3 separate regions of the Sus scrofa genome follow, and regions 2 and 3 are each linked to region 1. The links are chromatin contacts, called in public Hi-C maps. All regions are on one chromosome and are shown on one strand. The core of a region is the stretch at or near the end of the contact, and the rest is flanking DNA. Distances in the headings are between cores, read along the strand shown. Region 1 holds the start of MRPS6 (28S ribosomal protein S6, mitochondrial). Region 2 has its middle 23 kb from the start of ATP5O. Region 3 holds the start of ATP5O (ATP synthase, H+ transporting, mitochondrial F1 complex, O subunit).

Region 1 (4,140 bases), core at 667-3,166:
TATAAATATTTCACCTTCTTGGTTAAACATAGTCATAAGTATCAGAGTAATTTTGAAAATTAATACATGAATACTGAAGAAATGTTTTATAATTCTAAATAATGACTGTATATAGTACAAAATTAAAAAATCTTTTTGGTGAACGTACGTTTATAGTTACAGTAGGAAGACACTAAGTTTGCAGCAGCGTTAAGATTTCGTTATTAATTTTTACTGAACCCACCCCAAGCATTTTGCTGCTGTGCTTAAAAAAAAAAAAAAAAAGTTGAGGGTGTGTAAAGTTTATTAACAACCAAAAAGGAAAAAAAAAAAAAAAAGATGGAACAGCTACAGAATATGGGATACTTCCTTGTTTACAAATTTCACCTGCAGGAGGCATGTTGTAACCAGCATTTCAAATAATCAAAGGAATATAGGTTTCCTTTTTCTCCTTTTCAGGAGAAATGGGATGAGCCCTTGAGCAGCCACCAGATTGCGGGAGCTGGAGGTGCTGATTGTGCCGCAGTAATGTGCAGTCTCGCCAATTTCCTTACACTATTTGTCAGGTTAGAGGGCGGTATAGAGGAAGAAGCCAGATTCTCTCACCTCTGGACACCTTAGGGGGAACTATGGCACTTCCAAGGGCAAATGCTAAAAGTTGAAGTCAATTCATGGTATTGCCCTGGTCTTTGGCTTGGCATATTCCTTTGCGGTTCTTATTTTCTCATTCAAAGGGGGACATGTTGTTGATGGGGGGGGGGCGAGGGGAGGAGCCGAAGAAGGGACCTTCCTGCAAAACCTCTAACTCTCTTCTGAAGGCCCAGAAATTCCTTGCTTCCTTCTGTTATTTATTTACAATATTCTATTTTTTTTAACCTAAAGTTAAATTACACTCACCAGGTCATTTGTATTGATACCTGTATTGTTTCTTTTTGCAAAAATATGGGTGGTGGTGAAGTCCAGGAAAAGAAAATGTAATCCATATATCACAGAAGAGATTGTGTTCAAATCGTCTTCATCTTGGCGGCGGATGGGAGGTGGGGGATGAGAAATAATAATTTGTCTGGATAAGGTACAAAGGGACTCTATTCTTCGTTTACATAGAGTACATGGTAAATCTACCCAATAATACCAGCACATTAATTTGTGCGAATGGAGAACCGGAAGCTGGACTGCGAGTATAAGCCCAGCCTCCATACAGTCTGGACCCAAATTTTGTCTGTTACTATCTGACCTGGGGCTAGTTACATAACCTCTGCGAGCCTGTATTTCTAAATCCCTTAGGTGGGGTTAATAATAGTTCTTGCCTCATAGCGCTGTTGTGAGAATTTTACGCGACACACGTTAAAGTGGTGTCTTGCCTGACGCGTAATAAGTGCTCAGTAAGTTTTACTTCTTATAACACTAAAGTTGACAGATACTTCGCCTATAGACGCTTTTGTGGGGCAAGCGTGGGCGAGGACGACAGTTGCAAGGAGATCAATCTTTAAGGAATGGAGCTGGAAAACAATGCATTTAGTACACCTCCGGCCAGGGAAAGTAGAGCCAAAGGCTGGAGGGAGAGGTGAGGTCTGTGTGCGTGTTTGGGGAGGGTGGGGGTGGGAGTAAGATGGAAGGCCAGAGACTGCTCCTTCCAGGGCACGCACGATCCCAGATGGTTGGTTACTAAATGACTTACCGAGCATTTAGCCTGTTCCCTAAATGAACGCCCAATAAACATTTAAAGAATATTGGTTCGAGCCCAAGTATTAGCCTGCCCTTGACAACAACACGTGGGTCAGGCCGTGCTCATACAACAAATGCTGGTGTGTGCAGGCATCTTTCTCAGCGGTTTACGAGCATCAACTTACTCGGAGGCATCGCAATCACGAGAAGGAGGTGTCCTTCACATCCCCCTTTTCCTAAGAGCCTGCCCGAGGTCAGGCAGCCGGCGAGGGATGGGATACGACCCGAGCCCGGTGGCCCACAGCCTGCGCCTGACGCCCACCACGCTGGGGAAGGGGCCCCAGGAGGCCGCGCTAGCGGCTGCGCTAGAACACCGAGCTGTGGGCAGAGGCGGGAGGGGCAGTACGCCCCGGGTGTACCCCGCGGGCGCTGCGCGGGGGCGCAGACCGAAGCGGGAACGTTCCGGAACCCGGATGCGCGGCCGTGGGTGGCGAGAGCTTGGGGTCCGGCAGAGACCCCGTGCAGAGAACAGTGGTCACCGACAAGGCAGGCCCCTTACGCTTAAGAGTCGCGGGGTAAGGGCGCGCGCACAGACCAGACCGCACCGCAGCGCACGCGCACACGGGGGCGCACGCTCGCTCGCTCATCGCCCAGGATGAGACGGAAGGCATGGAAAGTTCCAGCTGGTTCGAGAACCATACGTAGCAAGCGCGGCGGCAGCGGCAGCTGCAGGGTCGGAGGCGTGTGCAGCTCCCGCTGGCAGCTCGCAGAGGGGACCCGCGGTGCTGCCCTGCTGCAGTGGCTGCCTGGCCAGGGCGCTGGTCCCCGCGCTGGCTGCCGACCGCAGAGAGCGGGGCTGTCGAGGGGGCGCGGCGCGGCCGCCTTAAGGAGGGGGCGTGGCGTGGCGCGCGGGGGGGCGTGGTTAGGCGAGGGGGCGTGGCGGCCCGTCTGCGCAGCTGCCAGAGCCTTTAAGCCCGGGCTCGCGCGGCCGGAGCGTGCTTTCGCCGCCTGGGAGCCTTCCGGTCCAGCGGTCCGCCAGGTCTCCGCGGTTCCCGCCCTCTTTCATCCCGGGAGACGGTTCCGTGAGGAGCCGCGCGCTGTGCATTCGGGCATGCCCCGCTACGAGCTGGCTTTGATTCTGAAAGCCATGCAGCGGGTAAGTGACCTTCCCCTCAGAGCCCGCCTTCTCGCGCGGGTGTCCCAGTGGCCGCTAGGCCGCCGCCCCCCGCTCTCCCCGCGCGGCCGGGAGGGGGTCGGGGCCGCGGGCGGGCGGCGGGCGCCCGCGCCGAGGGGACGCGTGGGGCCGGCCGGCGGCTCGGCGAGGCCGCGTGCGCGCGGGAGGCGGGGGTGTGCCGACGCGGGAGCGCGGCCGCGGGAGGGTGTGCCTCGCACGCGGCCGCCGGGCAGGCTGGCTGGCGGGCGGGCGGGGGTTGGGGGCGGGGCAGCCCACGGGGGTCCAGTGGAAGGTCCGCGGGAGGACACGCGCCAGCGTCCGGCCCCGCGCCCGCCGTCGGGAAGCAGCCTCGTCGCCGGCCCCGCCGCCGCCTGCTCCGGCGCAGCTCCGCCGCCCACCCGCCTCTGCCTCCGCCTCGCCGCCGCCGCCTCCACTCTAGCGCCCGCCGGCAGCCCCGGAACTGTCCGCGCTCAATAAAACCTTCTGCAAAGCGTGTTTGTGCAGTTGTCTGGACCACGGTCGCGTAGAACCAGCTCTCATGTTAAAAGAAATCTTTTGACTTCTCTTTTTCTGACTTCAGCGAAAATCCTGCTCCGGGTGCCCTTAGCACAGTTTCATTCATCCAAGTTGTGGCCTTTTTTTGTGCGCCTTCTGGAAGAAACTTTGCTCCCCCTGCTTTTGATTGCTCTTGAGGTAGGGGATTTCAGGTTTGGAGGGATGCTAAGCGATCCTGCAGCCCGCTCACTTCAGGTAATGGTGTGGCCGAGGACAGGGGACCCGCGGCCTGGAGGCAGCTCTTCGTTCTCTGTTCTGGGTCAGGTACTTCTCAAGCCGTCGCCCAAATCCCCATTCTTCCGTGGATTCGGTAACGTAGAGTGTGGCATATGCTTTTTTTTTTTTCCTTCTTCCTTCCAGGTATAATAACAGCAAAAAAAAATAACCACTATGTTCGAACTTTAGAAACGTAGCCTCCTTACATTGCCAGAGGCTTGGTTTGGGCACATTTTTATGTTTTGGGTCAGTTTTGAAGAAGAGCTGTTGAGGAGTTTGGTTGAACTTAAAGCCTGGGGTCTTGGTCCAAGCGCCATTGAAAAACCACCAATCACAGAGCATAGACAGTCGTTTCGTTCTTTGCACACTGTAAAGTGGGGAAGGATACCAGTCGGGGCCTCTTGAGCAGGTCTAGAGTCTGGTGAGGCACGCTATTGTGTCCCCAGGCTTATTCCCCCTGAATTTGGGAGATGGTAAGATTGCATTGTTTAGCCTTTTGAATATTACCTCTTTCTTGGCTCTCCTTTCTCTGTATTAGCATATACTACTAA
Region 2 (4,733 bases), core at 1,437-3,936, 140 kb before region 1:
TAAAGCACTCAAGGTTAATAATGGACTAATATGTGATTGCTGCAAGAGAGCATTTACACTTTTTTTTTTTTGGCAAGAAATAGATTTATTAGAATAGGACGCTTGTGAGAGAGGCAAGTGGGCAGGCAAGGAAACTTTGCCGAGAGCATTTCCATTTTTAACAAGGATCTGCAATGTCTTAATCTGAAGAAGCAAATATTTTGGGAATTTCAGGCATTACTCCAACCTGATGGGAGAAGTATTTTGTATTAGCTGGAATTCTTTCCTTCCCTACTTTATGTCTATGAGTGGAATTGGTCCTGATCCCTGACTTTGGGGACACTTTTGACTATCATTACTTTTTTCTTTTCCAATAGTGCTTGCTTACTTTCTCTTTTTCTCTCCCTTCCTTCTTTCCTCCCTCCCTCTTTTTCTTCCTTCCTTCCTTCCTTCCTTTTCTTTCTCTCTCCTTTCTTCCTCCCTCCCTAACTTTCTTCCTTCATTCCATCCTTTCTTTTTTGCTTTTTAGGGCCACATGTGCAGCATATAGAAGTTCCCAGACTAGGGGTTGAGTCAGAACTGCAGCTGCCAGCCTAACTTGGGATCCAAGCTGCATCTGCAACCTACACCACAGCTCATGGCAATGTTGGATCCCCAACCCACTGAGCAAGGACAGGGATCGAACCCGCATCCTCATGGATACTAGTCAGATTGTTTCCACTCTGCTACAATGAGAACTCCTCCAATAATGCTTTTTAGTAACGTGCTGTTGTGTAATGTTCGAAATGCTTTCATTGGCAACTCCTAGATCCTCATTCCTTTTGTGTGAGTGGACATTAAGTATAGAAACAAATAGGGTTCCAAGGGGTTAATTGGATTTAGTTATTGGAGTGGTTAATCAATTCTTTCATTTATCTATCTCTCCTCCAAACAGGAAGCATGAACCGAGCATCTGCTATCTATCTGCTGTGGTGCTAAGCTGATGTGATGCAGGTACACAAAACAGTGTCTGACTTGGAGGTGCTCACACTCTGGGAGGAAAATATCTAAACAGATGTGAAATTCACTCAAAGATAAATATCTAAGTGAATATATCTAAGAGGCCGAGAGCTTCATGGAGAAGATGAGATGTGTGCTGGGCCGTGCAAAATAAGCAGACGTTCGTCCCATGCTCAATAAATGTCAGAATCAGAACCTGAACCCAGGGATCCTGTGGTCTGTCTGGTCCAGCACAATTTTTTTGTTTTGTTTTTTTTTTTTTTTTTTTTGCTTTTTAGGGCCACTCCTGGTGCATATGGAGGTTCCCAGGCTAGGGGCCTAATTGGAGCTACAATCTGCCGGCCTATATCACAGCCACAGCAACGCCAGATCCAAGCTGTGTCTGCAAATTACACCATAGCTCATGGCAACACTGGATCCCAAAACACAGAGCGAGGCCAGGGATTGAACCCGCAATCCTCATGGATTCATTTCCACTGTGCCATTATGGGAACTCCGAGCACAGTTTTTTTTTTTTTTTTTTTTGGAGGATGTACCCATGGCAGGTGGAAGGTCCAGGGCCAGGGATTGAACCTGAGCCACAGCAGTGACTGGAGCTGCAGCAGCAATAACGCTGGCTCCCTAACCCACTGAGCCACCAGGAAACTCTTGGTCCAGCACAATTTGTGTGGCAAATGCGCTTCTCTTTTTTTCATCTGAAAATCCCGGTTTTCTTTGTGTCTTATAACTCCTGCTGGATTTTTCTGAAAGCCTTATAATGATGCTGTCATCTGCACTGCACAAAGTGAAGCAGAGCTCTTTGTTGGGGAGAAAGGGAGCAGCAGGCTGCTGGAAAGGAATGGGTGGAAGGCAGAATGCTGACCAGGGTACCGTCCCTTCTAGCCCAGAGACGTTCCGTTTCAGCATCCTCGCACTTGGTGACTTTCCAGGCAGCTGATGGCGTGGAGAACCTCAGTCCTGTTTACCTGTTCTCCCAGCCATTACTCACCTCGTCCCACACACCCCCACACTCGCACACAAAGCCGTGGAGTGACATCAAGAAAAAAAAAAAATCAAACCCCTTCCCCCAACCCCATTCTAAAATGTCAAGTGGTTCAGTTTGGAGGAGAAAAGAAAGCTGAAGAAAGCATGACTCATGACAGGGCTGACAAACAACTATCTGGAGGTATGCTGGTGAGTCACGTAGTGGAGATCAGCCTTTATGTTGTGAAAAGGACCGGGGATTGAAGGAGCATCATGGGACCAGCCAGTAAAATTCCACTAGTGTCTGAAGCCGATTTGGAGGTAATTTAAAAAACCCTGGGCTTTTTCCAGCCCCAGTCCCGCGCCGGGCTCCACGTCCCCTCAGGTATGTTGATCTATACAGGAAATCAGAAAGAAGGATTATGCATAACTGGAACAAAACCACTATTGTCTTTCCATGCCCAGTGCCATGCCGAACCAGCCCTGTTTGCTTCATCGAGCCAGCGAGACTGCTGAATTTTCTTGAAGGGTATTGGGTTGCTAGGCAACAGCGCTGGCAGCATCCATCATGCCCGGCAATGTCAGTGGCCCCGAGTGTGGCCGGCAGAACACGCCTGCTTCCCTCCCCCACCTCCCCTCGCACCCCTCCCCCATGCAAACGTTAATTTGAATCTTGGGGACAGGACCTGTGCCAGGTGATTCTGTGTATAAAACACCACGGGGCAGCACATGAAGCACAAATATTGTTTTTGGTTGCAAAGCAGTGCATGTGACGTAGTTGAAAATACAGCCTCATTTGTGTACACTCCTCACATAAAGCATGGAGGCATAATTTTGAAAGCCTGCACGTCAAATATCCTGGTGTGTTCTGCCTTTACATCATTTTTTTTCTCTCTCTCTCTCTGCCCATATACAGCATCTTGTTTACACCCTGTCCTGTCCATATCTCTCTCCCTCCCTTTTTTCTGTGGTCTCCTGGGTGATGGAGCTATTGTTTGCCTGTAGGGCTATGTGGACAAAAGGGAGCCTATTTCTACATGGGAGACAGCCCTGTGGTTAATCTTTGCAGGCTGCCGTTCACAAGGGCTGTCACTGTGGCACCTTTGCTCAGGAAGTGCCCATTTTCTGGGTAGAGTCTCCACCTGGGTCCCATCTGTCTGTGCCTTTTACTTCCTTTCAAGGGGCAGCAGGCTGTGTAAGTGGATAGAGTTCCAGAGGCAGAGTGTGGACAGGAGAGGATCAGCACTGGAGTTAGACCCACATTCAAATCCTTTCCTTTCTCCTATCAGCTCTGGTGTCTTTGGCAAGCTTCTTTCCCCACTTCTGAAAAAGACGTTAATAAAAACCACCTCCCTGCACTATGGGGAGGGCTGAGTGCGTTAACGCTTCCATATGCCTGGCTCCCAGTATTTATTAGGTGGCAGATATTATAAGGATTGAGAGAATTGCAGATGATTCCCAGTTGAAAGGAGGTTTAAAATCTGGTGCAGCCCAACAAGGGATTCTAATCCTCCTGCTTCTCCCAGCGGAATCAGGGCAGGATCCAGTTAGACTGCCAAAGCGACGCTTCTTGATAGGGTTGGGCTCTAAGTTTTCAGGCTACTGGCCCAGTGATCTTTTTTTTTCTGGGCCCATTATGATCTCTATTCCCTTCCTTAAAGTTATCTTGGCTTTGGGGGGTCTTATGGGGGACTGATGTTCCTCCTTCTATAACTGAACAAGGTTACCTGGCAGGAAGATTTGGTTGATTGCGAGACTTTGATGTGATCAAGGCCTGGAATTTTTTTTTTTTTCTTTTCTTTTTAGGGCTGCACCTGTGACATGTAGATGTTCCTGGGCTGGGGTCAAATCAGAGCTGCAGCTGCTGGCCTACACCACAAGCCACAGCAATGCGGATCTGAGCTGCATCGGTGACCCCACGGCTCACAGCAATACAGGATCCTCAACGCACTGAGCAAGGCTAGGGATCGAACCTGCATCCTCATGGGTACCATGTTGGGTTCTTAACCTGCTGAGTCACAATGGGAATGCCAAGACCTGGAATTTGACTGGAGGCCTGATGAAGCTGAAGGATGTGCCCCCAGGAGCCTGGGAGGATGACACTGTGGGGTTTTCCTCTGATAGTGCTAGCCTGCTTTACGCTCGCTCTGCTCTGAAGCCTTCAAGCAAGAACTACATCTAATGCCCACTCAAGGCTGGGCTCCTAAACAGGAAATAGATGAGATGCCTTATCTGATGGTGACTTTCTAATTCTAGGTTTTATTTAACTTAATTAAATTAATTAATTAATTAATTAATTTATTTTTTGTCTTTTTGCCTTTTCTAGGGCCGCTCCCGTGGCATATGGAGGTTCCCGGGCTAGGGGTCTAATCGGAGCTGTAGCCACCAGCCTACACCAGAGTCACAGTAATTCTAGGTTTTAAACCACAACCACCAAAGATGGTGGGTGCCAGCAAACCTTCCTCAGGTATCACCAGAAGTGCTATTTCCCACATTTAAAGACCCTCTTCTCCACTCTCTAGAATCTGTGCCCTTAGAGAAACCATGCCCCTTGAAGGGACGTTCCCAGCCAAGGAAGAGGCAAGCGAACAGCCTTCAGCTCTAGCCTGGGCCAGCCAAGTCCTGCTGTCAGTTGGGCTTGCCACTCCTCTTTAGGACCTTGGGAAGAGGAGCAAGGGATGGGTCTGGGTTTACTCCAGCTCAGAGTTGAGGGAGAAGACTGATGGGCCAAGGAAATTAGGAGGTAGGCACACCAGTGCATCTGGGAGGGCCAGGGGGATGGGGAGGGCTGC
Region 3 (4,462 bases), core at 889-3,388, 170 kb before region 1:
GCAACGTGGGATCCAAGTCACATCTGTGACCTACACCATCGCTCACAGCAACACTGGATCCCCGACCCACTGAGTGAGGCCAGGGATCACACCCGCATCCTCATGGATACTAGTCAAATTCGTTTCTGCTGCGCCCCAACAGGAAACTCCTGAATTTAAAACCACACTACCATCAAGTATGACTACATATGCTGAGTGGTACTGTAGTACGATTATAGTGGAAAAGCTTAGGCTCTGAGAGAGATTTCGTTTCGGTCCAGCTCTAAGACTAAGCTGAATAACTTTGGGAAAGTCTTCCCAAACGCTGTTTCTTCTTTGGCAAAGATGGGAAAACTAGCTACTTCCCACCACTGTTATGGGGTTTTAAGAAATTCCCATAATTAAAAGTTATGTGTGGGCCTGTCGCACAGTAGGCCTTCAACATTACATTGTTCCCTAGCCCCTCATGTTTTGGGAACCACAACACATGTGTTTTGTTCCCTAACACATCATGTTTTGGGAACCGCAAATCATGCAGAAAGGTTCAAGTCGGAATGATACAGAATCCATGCCCTACGTGTATTGGTGTCTGACTCACACACATTCATCTGCTTTATAATCACAAAATAAGGTGACATACCCTCACAAGCTTGGCAAATGGCCTGACCACAGATGTACTGAAGCATCGCACCTTAGCAACGAAAAGAGAAAGGAGATCAAATGAGATTACTTCAAGGATTTTTGCACTTAAACCAAAGTAAAAAACAGTAAGTATGACATTTAAATGATTCGTTTCTTTCTTTTTAGGGCTGCACCTGCAGCATATGGAAGTTCCCAGGCTAGGGGTCAAACTGGAGCTATAGCTGCTGGCCTACACCACAGCCACAGCAACACCAGATCTGAGCTGGGTCTGCCATCTACACCACAGCTCACGGCAACGTCAGATCCCCGACCCACTGAGTGAGGCCAGGGATGCAGCCTGCATCCTCATGGATACTAGCCAGATTCGCTTCTGCTGCACCACAACGGCAACTCCTAAATGATTCGTTTCTTGTGTTTCTTTGTATCATCACAGATTACACGAGGGTGGGCTGTTCTTTTTTGCCTAGGAGTAAATTTCCCCACTGAGAATCATCCCAGCAGCTTGGGAAACTGCAGGCCCACTCACTTCCTAGTTTACTAAAACAGGCTGAGGCTAGCACACCAGTATCAGAGAGAAGAAACCAAATTTAATGAAACACGCTGTTCCAAAAAATTTAATGCGACTTTTGGCATTTATATTACTACCCTTGGGCGTGGTTTTAATAAAAAGTGGGAGGATTCCAGGAATGATTTGCAAGAGATGTACCTTCTTAGACTCGAACTGCTATCTGAAAATAAAGATGAATTCTTTGGGTTACCCAGCAGTCTGTTGTGAGAACAGATCCCAGTATCTTGCAGATACTACCTTGAGATTGTTGAGACAGTATCACCTTGTCTATCAAGAGTTGGAATTCGTAATTTAAAAAGCACCTGCAAGGGCACAGGTCACCTTCAAGTAATCCCGGCTCTGGAATGTACTCGAAAGGTTGTGAGGATTAACAGACCGTAACACTTAGGAAACCTTACGGAAGCTATACGTAAGGAATCATGCAGTATGAAGAGCACGAATTTTCTTTCAAACTCTATCTTCTGTGGGTTCGAATCTCAGCTCTACCCCTTATTCGCTCAGCAGCCAAGGACGAGTCATTTAAACCTTTCGGTCTCATTTTCTTTATAAAAAGGTGGAATGTGTTTCACAAATATTCCTTAGCATTACTGGTGACCTCTACGACAAAGATGGAGCCCCCTTCTCCTGTGCCCCTCAAAGCAGCTACTTTCTAGGGGTGTGCTCTGAGGACACCAAATGCAGACATGCGCAGCCCCGCGCCCACCGCCCTGCGCGCATCCCGGGGGGAAGCCGGGCCGTCCGGCTGCCTGCTCTCGCCCCCGCTCTCCTGGCCCCACGACCTTGAACGGCAGCCACGCTCCCCCAACTGTGGCCTCAAACCGTAGCGCTTAGAGGCCTGGTATGGGTCACCCCAGGAGGGTTCCTTCCGCTGGCTTTCAACACCGCCATTCTCTCTCACCTGCCGGGAAAGCCCGGACACTGCTTGGGAGGCCATCTTCTCCTGGGAGGCTGTAGGTCAAACCCTACTTGGCGAGAGAGAACGAGAGCGCATGCGTGCGTCAGCGTAGTCGCTCGGCTGCTGGGAAATGTAGGCCTAGGTCGTCAAATCTCATGCGCAGGAATCTTCCTCAGGCTGGGAGCTGTAGTCCTTAGGAGCGGGTGGTCAGGGCGGAACCTACAGGGCTGGGGGTGGGCTAGTGGTTTGGGTCAGCCCCTGGAAATGAAGTGTATACGTTACTAACTGGCCTTTACTGTAGGATGGATGTATTGCCACTAGTTTTAAATTTCCATTGGGATAAGTACGGTGACATTTATTCCATGTCACCTTCGTCGCTAGCATCATTAGCGTGTTTACCTTTCTTACCCAAAGGGTATATCGAGCGTAGATCCGCGCACTGTGTATACCCCCACCCCCACCCCGCAAACCCGGGCCTTATAGCTCTAGCAGGGGACATTTTGTGACCAGTACCTCTGTCCCACCTTCGCCCCATCTCACTTGAGTACAGCATTGACCTCTTGGTTTGTGCAGGCATGTGAGGGTCTGCTGTTTAAATACTTCCTTCTGGTAGAGCAGAGTGATTATCTGAGAATCAGACCTAAAAATAGAACTGGGGTTTGAGCAAGTGTGACATTGAAACTGAGAACCCCAAACTAGCTCTGGTTAGTTTCTCTGCATTTATATTATTATTATTACTTTTTGGTATTTTTAGGGCCGCACCCCCTGCATATTGGAGGTTATGGAGGTTCCCAGGCTAGGGGTCTGATGGGAGCTGTAGCCGCTGGTCTAGCCACAGCCACGCCATATCTGTCAGATCTCAGCAGCGTCCACAATCTACGCCACAGTTTAGGGCAACGCTGGATTCTTAACTCACTGAGCGAAGCCAGGCATCAAACCTGCATCTTCATGAATATTAGTCAGATTGGTTTCCCCTGAGCCACAGGGGGCGGGGGCGGGGGCGGGGGGGGGCGACTCCTCTCTGCATTTATAAAAACAACCTCTTTACACCCCATTTCCCCCTAAACAGAACTTACTCTAATTTTCTCTTCTATAGGGTTGGAATTCCCTAGTTGCAGTAATGGAGTTCTATAGTCAATTAAAAAGTGTTTTTCTACTCAGATCTATTCTTTTCTACAGGAAAACAGATGAAGTCATTAATTTACTTTTTGACTGCAGTTTTCTTTTTTCTTGCCTTTTTTTAATGCTCACCTGCAGCATATAGAAGTTCCCAGGCTAGGGGTTGAATGGGAGCTGTAGCTGCTGGCCTACACCGCAGCCACAGCAAAGCCGAGTCTGCGACCTACAGCACAGCCCACGGTAGTGGTGGATCCTGACGCACTGTGCAGGGCCAGGAATCCAACTGAGTCCTCATGGATACTAGTGGGGTTTGTTACCGCTGAGCCACAACGGGAACATTTGAGTGCAGTTTTCTCATCCTTACAAAAAACTTGTTAGAAGGCAGAATCTATTTTTCTGGAATGTTATTGCCCTCTTTTCTACCACCCATAAGCAGCTGTTGTCAATATTTGGTACGTTATCTCCCATTACTTTTTCAGATAGTGGCCTGGTCTACCCAGTCTTGAATCCCAGTCCTTTCATTGACCTTGACACAACTATATAACTTCTCTGCGCTTCAGTTTTCTTATCTGTAAAGTGGTTATTATAATAGCACCTACCTTACAGGGTGTTAGGAAAAATAAACTATACATACGAATGTACATACACACATATGTATTTAGCATTCAGAGCAATTGTCTGACAGACTGGTAGTCACTAATATTCTTTATTTTGTGTTTGTTTTTATTACATAGACAGATTCGCAATCTACATAATTTAGTGTCTTGCCTTTTTCCTTAATACAAGAAAAAAGATACTAAATTATATGTGGATTGTAAATATATGCTTACAATATAATATAAGCATGTTTCCAAGTGAGAAAATGATCATAAACATAATTTTAATGTTGCAGAATAACCCATCAAGTAGATATTCTATAACTTGATCATTCAATGATTTTTGAACAATAAACGGTTGCTTTTTTCCCCGTTTAAAACAATGCTGCATTTCCAGAGCATCTTTAGACACAAACTTTTTTCTTCCCACCTAGGATAACTTCCAAATAGATTTCCAGGGCTGGCAGAACTTGGTGAGAAGGTATGAACACTTTAAAAGTCTTTGATAAATAAGCTCATGCTCTTTTCCTTTTCTTTTTTTTTTTTTTGCTTTTTTAGGGCTGTACCCCTGGCATATGGAAGTTCCCAGGCTAGAGGTTGAACCAGAGCTACAGCTGCTGGCCTATGCCAGAGCCACAGCAATGCAGGATCCAAGCCGTGTCT

The links. Hi-C and Micro-C count contacts between places; a contact is called where the count stands out from the background.
Region 2: a Hi-C map of embryonic fibroblasts shows a contact between it and region 1, with 2.0 times the contacts expected there. The contact joins the enhancer-like site here to the promoter of MRPS6 in region 1. A contact is called at or near these places in 12 of 47 Hi-C or Micro-C datasets (alveolar macrophages, embryonic fibroblasts, fetal heart ventricle and 9 more) and 1 of 2 datasets of contacts at active chromatin or transcription factors (alveolar macrophages).
Region 3: a contact with region 1 is called in a Hi-C map of embryonic fibroblasts, with 5 times the contacts expected there. The contact joins the promoter of ATP5O here to the promoter of MRPS6 in region 1. A contact is called at or near these places in 1 of 5 promoter capture datasets (liver), 15 of 47 Hi-C or Micro-C datasets (alveolar macrophages, blood, embryonic fibroblasts and 10 more) and 2 of 2 datasets of contacts at active chromatin or transcription factors (alveolar macrophages and skeletal muscle).

The regions. Positions count from the first base shown.
Region 1 is chr13:197,685,990-197,690,129 of Sscrofa11.1, forward strand. MRPS6 (28S ribosomal protein S6, mitochondrial) reads left to right here and starts at 1,917. Exons shown (of 4, transcript XM_021069846.1): 1 at 1,917-2,127; 2 at 2,211-2,800. The coding sequence starts at 1,917. It overlaps SLC5A3 (sodium/myo-inositol cotransporter), which reads left to right and starts at 2,643. Exons shown (of 2, transcript XM_005657149.3): 1 at 2,643-2,800.
Region 2 is chr13:197,540,310-197,545,042 of Sscrofa11.1, forward strand. No RefSeq gene overlaps it. Among named protein-coding and RNA genes, the nearest start is that of ATP5O, 23 kb to the left of the region's middle. Within about 2 kb of position 2,687, at least 35 of the 83 cell types and tissues checked have an H3K27ac peak or open chromatin away from gene starts, as enhancers often do. A contact at or near this core is called in alveolar macrophages and embryonic fibroblasts, where this site is marked.
Region 3 is chr13:197,517,392-197,521,853 of Sscrofa11.1, forward strand. It overlaps ATP5O (ATP synthase, H+ transporting, mitochondrial F1 complex, O subunit), which reads right to left and starts at 2,139. Exons shown (of 7, transcript NM_001044606.2): 1 at 2,088-2,139; 2 at 620-670. The coding sequence starts at 2,123.